Regions from separate parts of the Mus musculus genome. Here region 1 is linked to region 2. The links are chromatin contacts, called in public Micro-C maps. All regions are on one chromosome and are shown on one strand. Each heading gives the region's core, a stretch centred on a gene start, on an enhancer-like site or on the middle of the called end of the contact. The rest is flanking DNA. Distances are from core to core; before and after follow the strand shown. Region 1 overlaps Smyd3 (SET and MYND domain containing 3). Region 2 overlaps Smyd3 (SET and MYND domain containing 3).

What was found. A called contact is a pair of places that touch in the nucleus more often than the background predicts.
Region 1: a Micro-C map of palatal mesenchyme shows a contact between it and region 2, with 2.5 times the contacts expected there. The contact joins two enhancer-like sites. A contact is called at or near these places in 5 of 484 Hi-C or Micro-C datasets (CD8 T cells, gonadal supporting cells, liver and 2 more) and 1 of 9 other capture datasets (embryonic stem cells).

Annotation. Positions count from the first base shown.
Region 1 is chr1:179,475,974-179,480,215 of GRCm38.p6, reverse strand. All of the region lies in intron 1 of Smyd3 (SET and MYND domain containing 3), which reads left to right. Among named protein-coding and RNA genes, the nearest start is that of Smyd3, 40 kb to the left of the region's middle. Within about 2 kb of position 2,840, at least 61 of the 459 cell types and tissues checked have an H3K27ac peak or open chromatin away from gene starts, as enhancers often do. A contact at or near this core is called in palatal mesenchyme, where this site is marked.
Region 2 is chr1:179,293,485-179,298,244 of GRCm38.p6, reverse strand. The region is part of intron 5 of Smyd3 (SET and MYND domain containing 3); the gene reads left to right. It overlaps Gm31349 (a long non-coding RNA gene), which reads left to right. Exons shown (of 2, transcript XR_373746.3): 2 at 1-862. Among named protein-coding and RNA genes, the nearest start is that of Gm31349, 32 kb to the left of the region's middle. Within about 2 kb of position 2,469, at least 9 of the 459 cell types and tissues checked have an H3K27ac peak or open chromatin away from gene starts, as enhancers often do. A contact at or near this core is called in palatal mesenchyme, where this site is marked.

The DNA of each region.
Region 1 (4,242 bases), core at 1,591-4,090, 180 kb before region 2:
TACTAGTTATTGCTGTAGCTAAGGTGCATTTGCCTGTGTGCATTTAAAAGCCTCCAAAATTTTGTTCTGATTGATTCTTAGCATATTCTAAAATATATATGAGGCCTTACAGAGTATCCCCATTTTTAGTTTGTGAAGAGCTCTAGGCAGGCCTGAGCATGGCAAACATGGCTGTGGCAGGCCTTGTCCTTCCCCCATTCCCTCTGCCTAGCTCAAGCCCGTTAGATTACATTCCTAAAGCTACATTCCAAGGTCTGTTCCCTTATTTGGCCATTTCCTCCAGAGACTGACCACCAAGGTCCAACAATCAAAAGCCCCCTTTTGACTACCCTAACTAACAAGCCCCAAATCCCCTCCCACCCCCGCTTTGACTAATTAAAGCCCAGTAAAAATTAAACACCTCATCCTAGCACAGGGTTTGATTGGTCAAACCGAGATGCTGGAAGCATCCTTCCCGCTACTCACTGTACTGTAGTTTCTCAAGGAAGTGCTGCTGTCTCCTAAAAATGTCTCCAAGACAGAATTTCCAGTTTCCCTTGCTAATTGGCTTTATAGTTGTGTTCTCTACCTGGTGCGTGTGCAGGGTGCAGAGCTTGCTTTCTCCTTTTGATTCTGTCCAGGATTTCAGCCCATGGAATGGTGTCAGCACAGTTAGGGTGGACAGGCCCAGATCAGTTCAGGGCAATCTAGGCAATCTCTGACGGGCGTGCCGGAGGTGTGGCTCCTGCGCAATTGGATTAGATTTATTCATTTTACTTTTTGCCCGCAAGTTTTATGTGTTTACTGTGTTCATGCTTCGTGCTCCCAGGGGTCAGAAGAGGGCATCAGATGCCCTGGAACTGGAGTTATAGATGACTGTGAACCATTATGTTGGTGCTGGGACTTGAACTGAGGTCCTCTGTAAGAGTAACAAGTGTTCTTAACCTCTAAGCTATCTCTCCACCCCTCCTAGGTAATTCTCCTTCCTCTTAAGTTCATGTTATTAACCATCACATAGACTAAGCCAGGACAGTTGTACATCTCTATTCATAGAGGAACTACAGATTAAGAAAATAGTTAATTTTAGTTTTAGTAATTATTGAAACTAGTGTTTTATATACGTATTCTAAATTTTATTATTTGGACATAGAAATAATACTGCCTTTAAAAAATAAATACATGAGTTTTTGATCTAATAGTACTTTAAATTTTTTTCCCTTCTGTGTTTTGTAGACAGTCACACCACTGGTAGGCACACTTTTTTTTTTTTTTTTGCCTCGTGTCTGACAGAGTTTTGTGTCGACAGTGAGAGTCATCATCTCTACAACTCGCCAGCTGTGTGACTCTGGGCAAGTCATTTATGGTCTCTGTGTCTGAATGTCCCTGTCTAGTAAACGGGACAGAAATGTGGTTCTCATAGGACTGTGGTGAATGTCGTATGAGGGTTCTCTAGAGAAAGAATGAATTAATGAATCCTTCTCTCTGTATAAAGGGGGTTTATCGGGATGCCTCACAGGCTGCAGTCCAGCTAATCCAACAATGTCAGGCTGTGAACAGAAAGTCCAAGAATCCAGGAGTTGTCAGTCCATGAGGCTAGATGTCTCTGCTAGTAGACACATCCCTAAGAGATAGGCTCTAATCTAATGCCAGTGAAGGAATGGACTTGGCTAGCAAGAGAAGAGCAAGCGGGCACAGAGCAAAAGCTTCCTTCTTCTAAGTCCTTATGTAGGCTTCCAGCAGAAGGTGTGGCCCGGATTATAGGTGTGTCTTCCCACCTTAAGATACAGATAAAAGGTGAGTGCCTTTCCACCAAAAGTCCTGACTAGAAGTGGATCCACACACTTCTAACCAAGCAAAAAATCTGTTGTAGGTGTGCCCTCTGCTTCTGGATTGTAGTTCATTCCAGATGTGAGATTGGCAGCCAGGAGTGGCAGTCACAGATTCTCTATACATGAAATGATCTGATGTTTGTGAAACGGGGAAGACAGCGTGTGATACCCAGTAAGCACCATCAAACTGCTTGATGACTAGGAAGTACCCCTTTCTCCAGGCTGGCCTTAAACACCTAATTTAGCCTGATAAATGCTGGCTTTCAGGCTTATGCCACCACATCTAGCAAGCATCCTGCTTTGGATGTACTCATTAAATGCAGATTTTACACAGAGGACTCTTAGGTCAGAGTGAAGCATTGTGTGTGTGTGTATACATGTGTGTGTGTATACATGTGTGTGTGTGTGTGTGTAATCTCTTTTAAAGTCGATTTTGTGTTTTGGACTAGTTTTGGGTATAGAGATACAAAGAGGTAACATATGTACTGTGCTTCTCAAACACACAGCTGTCCTCACGTCTACATCCCAGCCTTAAGTACAGTTATCACAACTCCTGACTCATGTGACACATCACCTAACAGCTAAAGTTTGTATTAAGATTCACTTAGTGTTGCATATTCTCTGAGTTTGGACCAGTGGGTGTGACATGTCTCCAGTTCCATCTATCCCCTCCTCTCTCTCTCAGTCAGTCCTGGCCACCGATGCTCTTCTTCCTGCCTCTGTGGCCTTGACTTCTCCCGAATGTCACGGGGATTTGGATCATACTGTGTATAACCCTTCCAAGTTTACTTCTTTCGCTTTGCAACATGCATTGAAAGTTGATCCTTGCTTCTGTGGCTTAATAGCTCATTTCCTTTAAATACTGAGCAATCCATTGTCTGAATAAAATTCTATTGCCTTTGAATGACTAAATGTCTTCCCTGGGTCTTGTCAGTGAGCTAATAAATAGTCTCTGAAAGCCAACAAAGTCCTCTGCCAATCTCCTTGGCTCTAGGCACACAGAAGTGATCAAAGCAGAAAGGAATGTTCCCTTGTGGGATCTCCTGCATGTTTGTGGCTTAATTATGTTTGCTTTCTGTCCCATCAGCCCAATTGGGAGTCTTGTCTTCTTTTTGGGACTTTTCAAGTGTGGTAATAGCCTGGCATTTCCACTAGGTGGCAGTAGGGTCATATATAATGAACAGTGCAAGGCACTGAAACCACTAGTTTGTTCATTAACAGAGTTCTTTTTATAATGAGTTAAATTTAAATGCTTGCAATAACTCTCCAGATATAATCATTACTTAAAATAGTACTTTCATTTTTTAAAGTTAACATATAGAATAATAGATTTCATTATGACATTTTCATTCTGATGTCCCCCACCCCCACTCCCCACACTAGGGTTTCTCTATGTAGTCCTGGCTGTCTTGGAACTCACTCTGTAGACCAGGCTGTCCTTGAACTCAGAGATCTGCCTGCCTCTGCTTCTCAAGCACTGGGGTTAAAGATGTGTGCCTCTACTCTCACAATCCTAATGAGTGCTTTTCAGAATAAACTCCAATACATATAATTTCTTAAATTCTTTAAATCTCTTAAGCTACTTGTTGTATGTGTAGGAGTGTTTTGCCTGCATGCGTGCCTGTGCACCGTTAGGTACTTTGTCCCTAGCGGGGCCAGAAGAGAATGTCCGATCCACTGACTGGGATTGAGGTCACAGACAGTTGTGAGCCACCTTGTGGCTGTTGGCAGAGCAACCCGTGCTCTTAACTACTGAGCCACCTCTCCAGCCCCAGGCCCTCAAATTCTTGAGTTTGTCTTCCTTTGATCAGTGAGGTGTTTACTGTGATCCTCACACAGGCTAGGCAAGGTCTAGTTTTGAGAGTTCAAAAGTTGAATACTTGTTCCTTGATGTCCTTGAGATGTCACGATTTGACAAGGGAGACCAGCTGGATTAAGGGATGTGTTACAGTGAGTGTATGTCCCAAGTGTCCTCGTTCGATGACTTTGACAGATGCACACCTATGTAACCTCAATTCCTGTTGAATTACAGATGACTAATGTCTTGGGGGTAATCAGAGGGACAGTTGAGCGATGGTGGCCTAACAGGCATTTCTGAGAGAACGACCTGGTGACTTTGGTTATTTTTTACCGGTTCAGCTTCAGTCCTTTTGAGTCCTGCACGTGCTTTGGTTCTTCTCTGCCATTTGTCCAAACAACACACGTGCGTTAGAAAAGACGTGCGGTGACTTTCAAAGAAAGCCCGGGCGTTATATTTCTGATGATACAACAAGCAAATCGAGAAGACTCTCAATCCAACAGCAGCGGGCTGTGGATTCACAGGATTAAATGGGCCAGCGAAAGCAGCAGGCTTCACTGAACACCGTCCGTGCCAGGCACAGCCTGAGTGTTGATCACAGTTACCGTAGCCCTAAGCACTGGTCATTTCTGGTTT
Region 2 (4,760 bases), core at 1,220-3,719:
GGTGTGGCTATGGGGAATTAATAGGGCAGATGTGACTATGGAGAGTTAGTAGGGCAGGTGTGACTATGGGCAATTAATAGGGCAGGTGTGACTATGGAGAATTAATAGGGCAGGTGTGACTATGGGTAATTAATAGGGCAGGTGTGACTATGGGGATTTAATAGGGCAGGTGTGACTATGGGGAATTAATAGGGCAGGTGTGACTATGGGGATTTAATAGGGCAGGTGTGACTATGGGGATTTAATAGGGCAGGTGTGACTATGGGGAATTAATAGGGCAGGTGTGACTATGGGGATTTAATAGGGCAGGTGTGACTATGGGGATTTAATAGGGCAGGTGTGACTATGGGGAATTAATAGGGCAGGTGTGACTATGGGGAATTAATAGGGCAGGTGTGACTATGGGGATTTAATAGGGTAGGTGTGACTATGGGGAATTAATAGGGCAGGTGTGACTATGGGGAATTAATAGGGCAGGTGTGACTATGGGGATTTAATAGGGCAGGTGTGACTATGGGGAATTAATAGGGCAGGTGTGACTATGGGGAATTAATAGGGCAGGTGTGACTATGGAGAATTATTAGGCTAGGTGTGACTATGGGAATTATTAGGCCAGGTATGACTCTGGAGAATTAATCGGGCAGGTGTGACTATGGCTACTAATGAGAAACACTTCTTAATCTTAGAAGAGGTCTTACTGCTCTGTTTGTTTTGTTGAGAAAAATCACCTTAAAGGAGGAAAGGCCTATTTTGCTCACGGTTTTAGTCTGTGGTCAGTTGGCTCCATTATTTTTGTGTCCATGGCAAAATAGCAAATTGTTGGTGCAAGTTGATGTGTGTACCTCATGGTGCATAGGAAGTAGAGAATGGGAAGAAAGGAGACCCTTGGCCCCCTAAATGACTTCGCTTCTTCACATCACACCCCACTTTCTGGTAAAACCACAGACTGGCCAATAAGCCATTAATATGTGGGCCTGATTAAACATAACACTTCCAGATTGTAACTGGGATTAGTTTTCTGTTGAAAACTAAAATTAACTGGGGAAGATGTAAGGCGATTGCTTCCTTATATTTCCATCTTAATGAGGTTAACATCATATATTTATTAAAAGATTTATAAAACAATAGCAGTTTCTGCCATATAAACAGGATTATCCGCTGTAGAATGTAATGTGGGTCTCTCCCTACCTGAAATCTTGGCTTTGAGACTCTGGGTCTGGAAGATGTTGCTCAGTAGACTGAGCTGCAGAGGTGATGGTGAGTCCCAGAGGTGAATGCTGTTCATCCTCCTTACTCAGGTTAGGGGTGAATCCATAACCCCACATCCTTAAGCCACGCATCTCTTTCTTTTCTTTTTTCTTTTTTTTCTTTTTTGGTGATTTGAATTCTTTCTTTTTTCCCCCTTTTAGACAGGGTCTTGTGTTGCCCAAGGTTAGACTCAAACTAGCTCATTAGCTGGTGATGACCTTGAGCTATCTCTTATCCTACCTCTACCTTTGCTAGTATAGAGAGTCAACACCACACCTGCTTTATGTGACACCAGGGGCAGAACATAGGACTCTATGCATGTTAGGCAACAATTGTACCAAGGAGAAACACCTTCCACTCCCTTTGAATTCTTTTATAATTAAACAATTTGTACATCTTTGGGCATTCTGAGATTAACTGTGTCTGTCTGTGGAGGGAAACTTTGGTAACCCAATACATGATATAACAAACCTATACAGTTGTTAGTATTTTCCTTGAATTCCCTGAGTCTTCTGTGTACCAAATGGGATGTGATCTGTACTGTTGCTGGGGATGATGTCGGCTTTGTGGCAGTGGAGGTGTCAGTTGAGAACCTGAAGTGCTTTGCATTAATTTTCTAAGTAGACAGAATATTATATCATAGCGGAATATGATTTAAAAGACCTCCTTTCTGTCGTGGTCCAGGGAAGCTTCTGTTTGAAGAACCGTGCAGAACAGACAGCTCCCTTTACCACAGCTGCTTTACCGTAATTCTCTAGTGTGCCCCCAAGAGTTGTTCCTCTGCTACATTCCCTCACGACCCAGCTTTGCGTGGCCGCTTCCCTTCGTGGAAAGAATCCTTCACGTATCAACTGTCCCCTGCTCACAAGAATATCTGTTTGCATTCCAACCACACAGGCCCCTCTTGTTTCTCAGGGTTGAGGGTGGATGGGGCGAGATGGATGAGAGTCCTTTTCATAGCTTAAGCAATCTCTCCGTCTCAGGGAGACAGATACAGTCTGTATGATGGATATGCTTTAGGGGAATGTGTTTTTGGCATGAGGCTTCTGTGTGTTTACAGCTTAGCACGTTTCTCCATCACTCTTCTCATTACGTGCTCTGTTTTTGTGGGTTCTGGGGAGTCTTTGAGAGGGAAATTTACCTTCCTGGGATCTTGTTACAGTGGTTGCCTCAGCCACACAAAACAAAACAAAAAATTCATGACGTTGCATGCGAGGTGTAAGGCATGCCAGGTGGTTTTAATATTCCTCCAGACACACAGTCTTTGAGTTTTAGATGCTTTCTTACTTGGGGATGCACTGGCTATAGAACTTGTTCTGCAGAGGCTCTGGGGAGAGGACAAGGAGGTGATGGTACACTCCTCATCACGTGCCCAAGCCCAGAACACACTTAGACCCCAGATTTGGTTTTCTAAGGAGGGTGCGGAGACGCTCTCAGAGTTGAAAATGAAGACCACATTGGTTACTTTTCAGAAAGTACTATAGAACAAACTTTTGATATTAGTTGAAAGGAATCAGATCTTTATTTTGCCTTTCCTTTATGAATTTCACCAGAGATGTAACCACTTAGCATGAGGAAAAAACTCCCTTCAGCAACAAAAGAAAAATGGCTCAGAAATTGTCTGGTAACCCCTGGGACAGTGAGTGGTTGTGAGTACCCCGGAGAGGCAGTGGGGATCACGTAATGTCAACCTGTGAGTTCCCCGGCCCGTGACTGCTCACCTATTTTGCAAACTGTCAACTAGTCAGGTTCTTCCAGTGACCAACAGTGACTGGAGGCAAGAAGGACAGGAGGACCACTGAGAAGACAGCATGGTGAGACAACTTGCCTAACAGCTCTCTAGAACAGATAGATGACTCGGATTTATCAATGGGAAGAAACATGCCAGGAAGGAATAACAAACCATGGGTGGTGACTGTATAGTAGATATCGGCCAGTGTTACTGTCTGGATCTGTTTCTGATCCTCAGTGTACAAATAAAGAACAAAAGATTATGATGTGGGAAAGGTAGTGCTGCCTAAGTATTTGAAGACATTAAGGGGGTGCTACTCACGTGTTTGAGGAATTAGAATATGGAGGTTAAAAACAAACTATATAAATGGAACTATTGACATCTTGGGGGATGAAACAATGTGGCAGTAGGATTTGCTCACGTAAGGGCCAAATGATGGAGATTGTACAGGAAGAAAGACTGGCTTGCATTAGTAAAGGTGGAAGACAGGTGCATTTTTTTCTTCATGTGCATGGGATGGAAATAATCTGTCAGAATATCTCCAAGAGGGAATTGTAGGTGAAGATATGTAGTAATTCTTAAAACAGTAAGAGATCAGGGAGTTAGAATCCTTAGCGGAAATCCTTTTGTGTTGAATGTTTTGGCCACTAGTTGGCTGTTGTTATTTTAAATTCATACATGTACCTGTCTACTTTCCCATGGCACTATTCATTTTGTGGATGATGCTCTTACAACAGAAGCAACTCCAGCAGAGTCCATTGGCTTGTGGTCCGTGAGCATCTCTGAACTGTCTATAAGTGGCTTCTAGACTTGGGGTGTTAAGATAAGGTTGGAGATTGCTGTCCCTTAGCATACCACTTCAGCATCTAAGTTTGTTTTTGAGGGTAGCTCTATCCTTTGGCTTGAGCTTTGCCTACCTCTTGAATCATGCAATTCACAAAGGTCACGGGTCCCACCTACTTGGTGCTAGAAGGACCTTGTCTAATTCCTCACTTGGTTCATTCAAGTGGCTGCCAATTAAGCATCTACCTCCAGGTTATGGTTGAGTTCCTATGGCAAAGACCCACCCCCCTCCTCCACCATTTCACCTTCAGAACTGTTGTTACACTCTGGAAGATTTTCCAATTACTACATCTAATTAGAGGGAAGAATAAATTACCGAAGCAAGTTAAATTATCTCGTGTGTCACAACAATAATTAACATTCAAATAGGAAACTGCTGCCATTTTTATAAACATCACTAAGTGGAGGCAGCACCTCCTGAAAGCAGGAAGCATGGGTATCTCCCTCGCTGAAGTCTGGCGTAAATAAGTATGGTTTGAGAGAGATCTGCTGGCCTGAGCGTGCGAGAGGCCAATACCACCAGAGGACATTTATATTCAGTGCGTTCACTTCTGCTTCCCTGGCAGGACACACTCAGCTCCACAGTGCTAGCTTGGGCTTGTATTTGTGATTTGTAAGGAGTGCCATAAGAGGGGACATACTTCATCTTATTCAGTTATTAAATTTTCTAGCCTTGTATCATTACATATATTATTTGGGGATTTAAAAATGTCAGTATGGAGTTAGCTGAAAGGCTATAGGCAGAATGCCTTTTAAATTATAAAGGCCCCCAAAACAAATGATAAACAGAATAAAGCTGCCCCTGTCCTTGTTTGGCATGAGGTATGTGGGAAGATAAGACTCGGTGGCCATAGGTAGCTGGAGTTGGAAATCATATCTGTTTAGTCAATAAATGGTCCTTCACCTAGAATTCATTTAGACAACTGACAAGTTAACT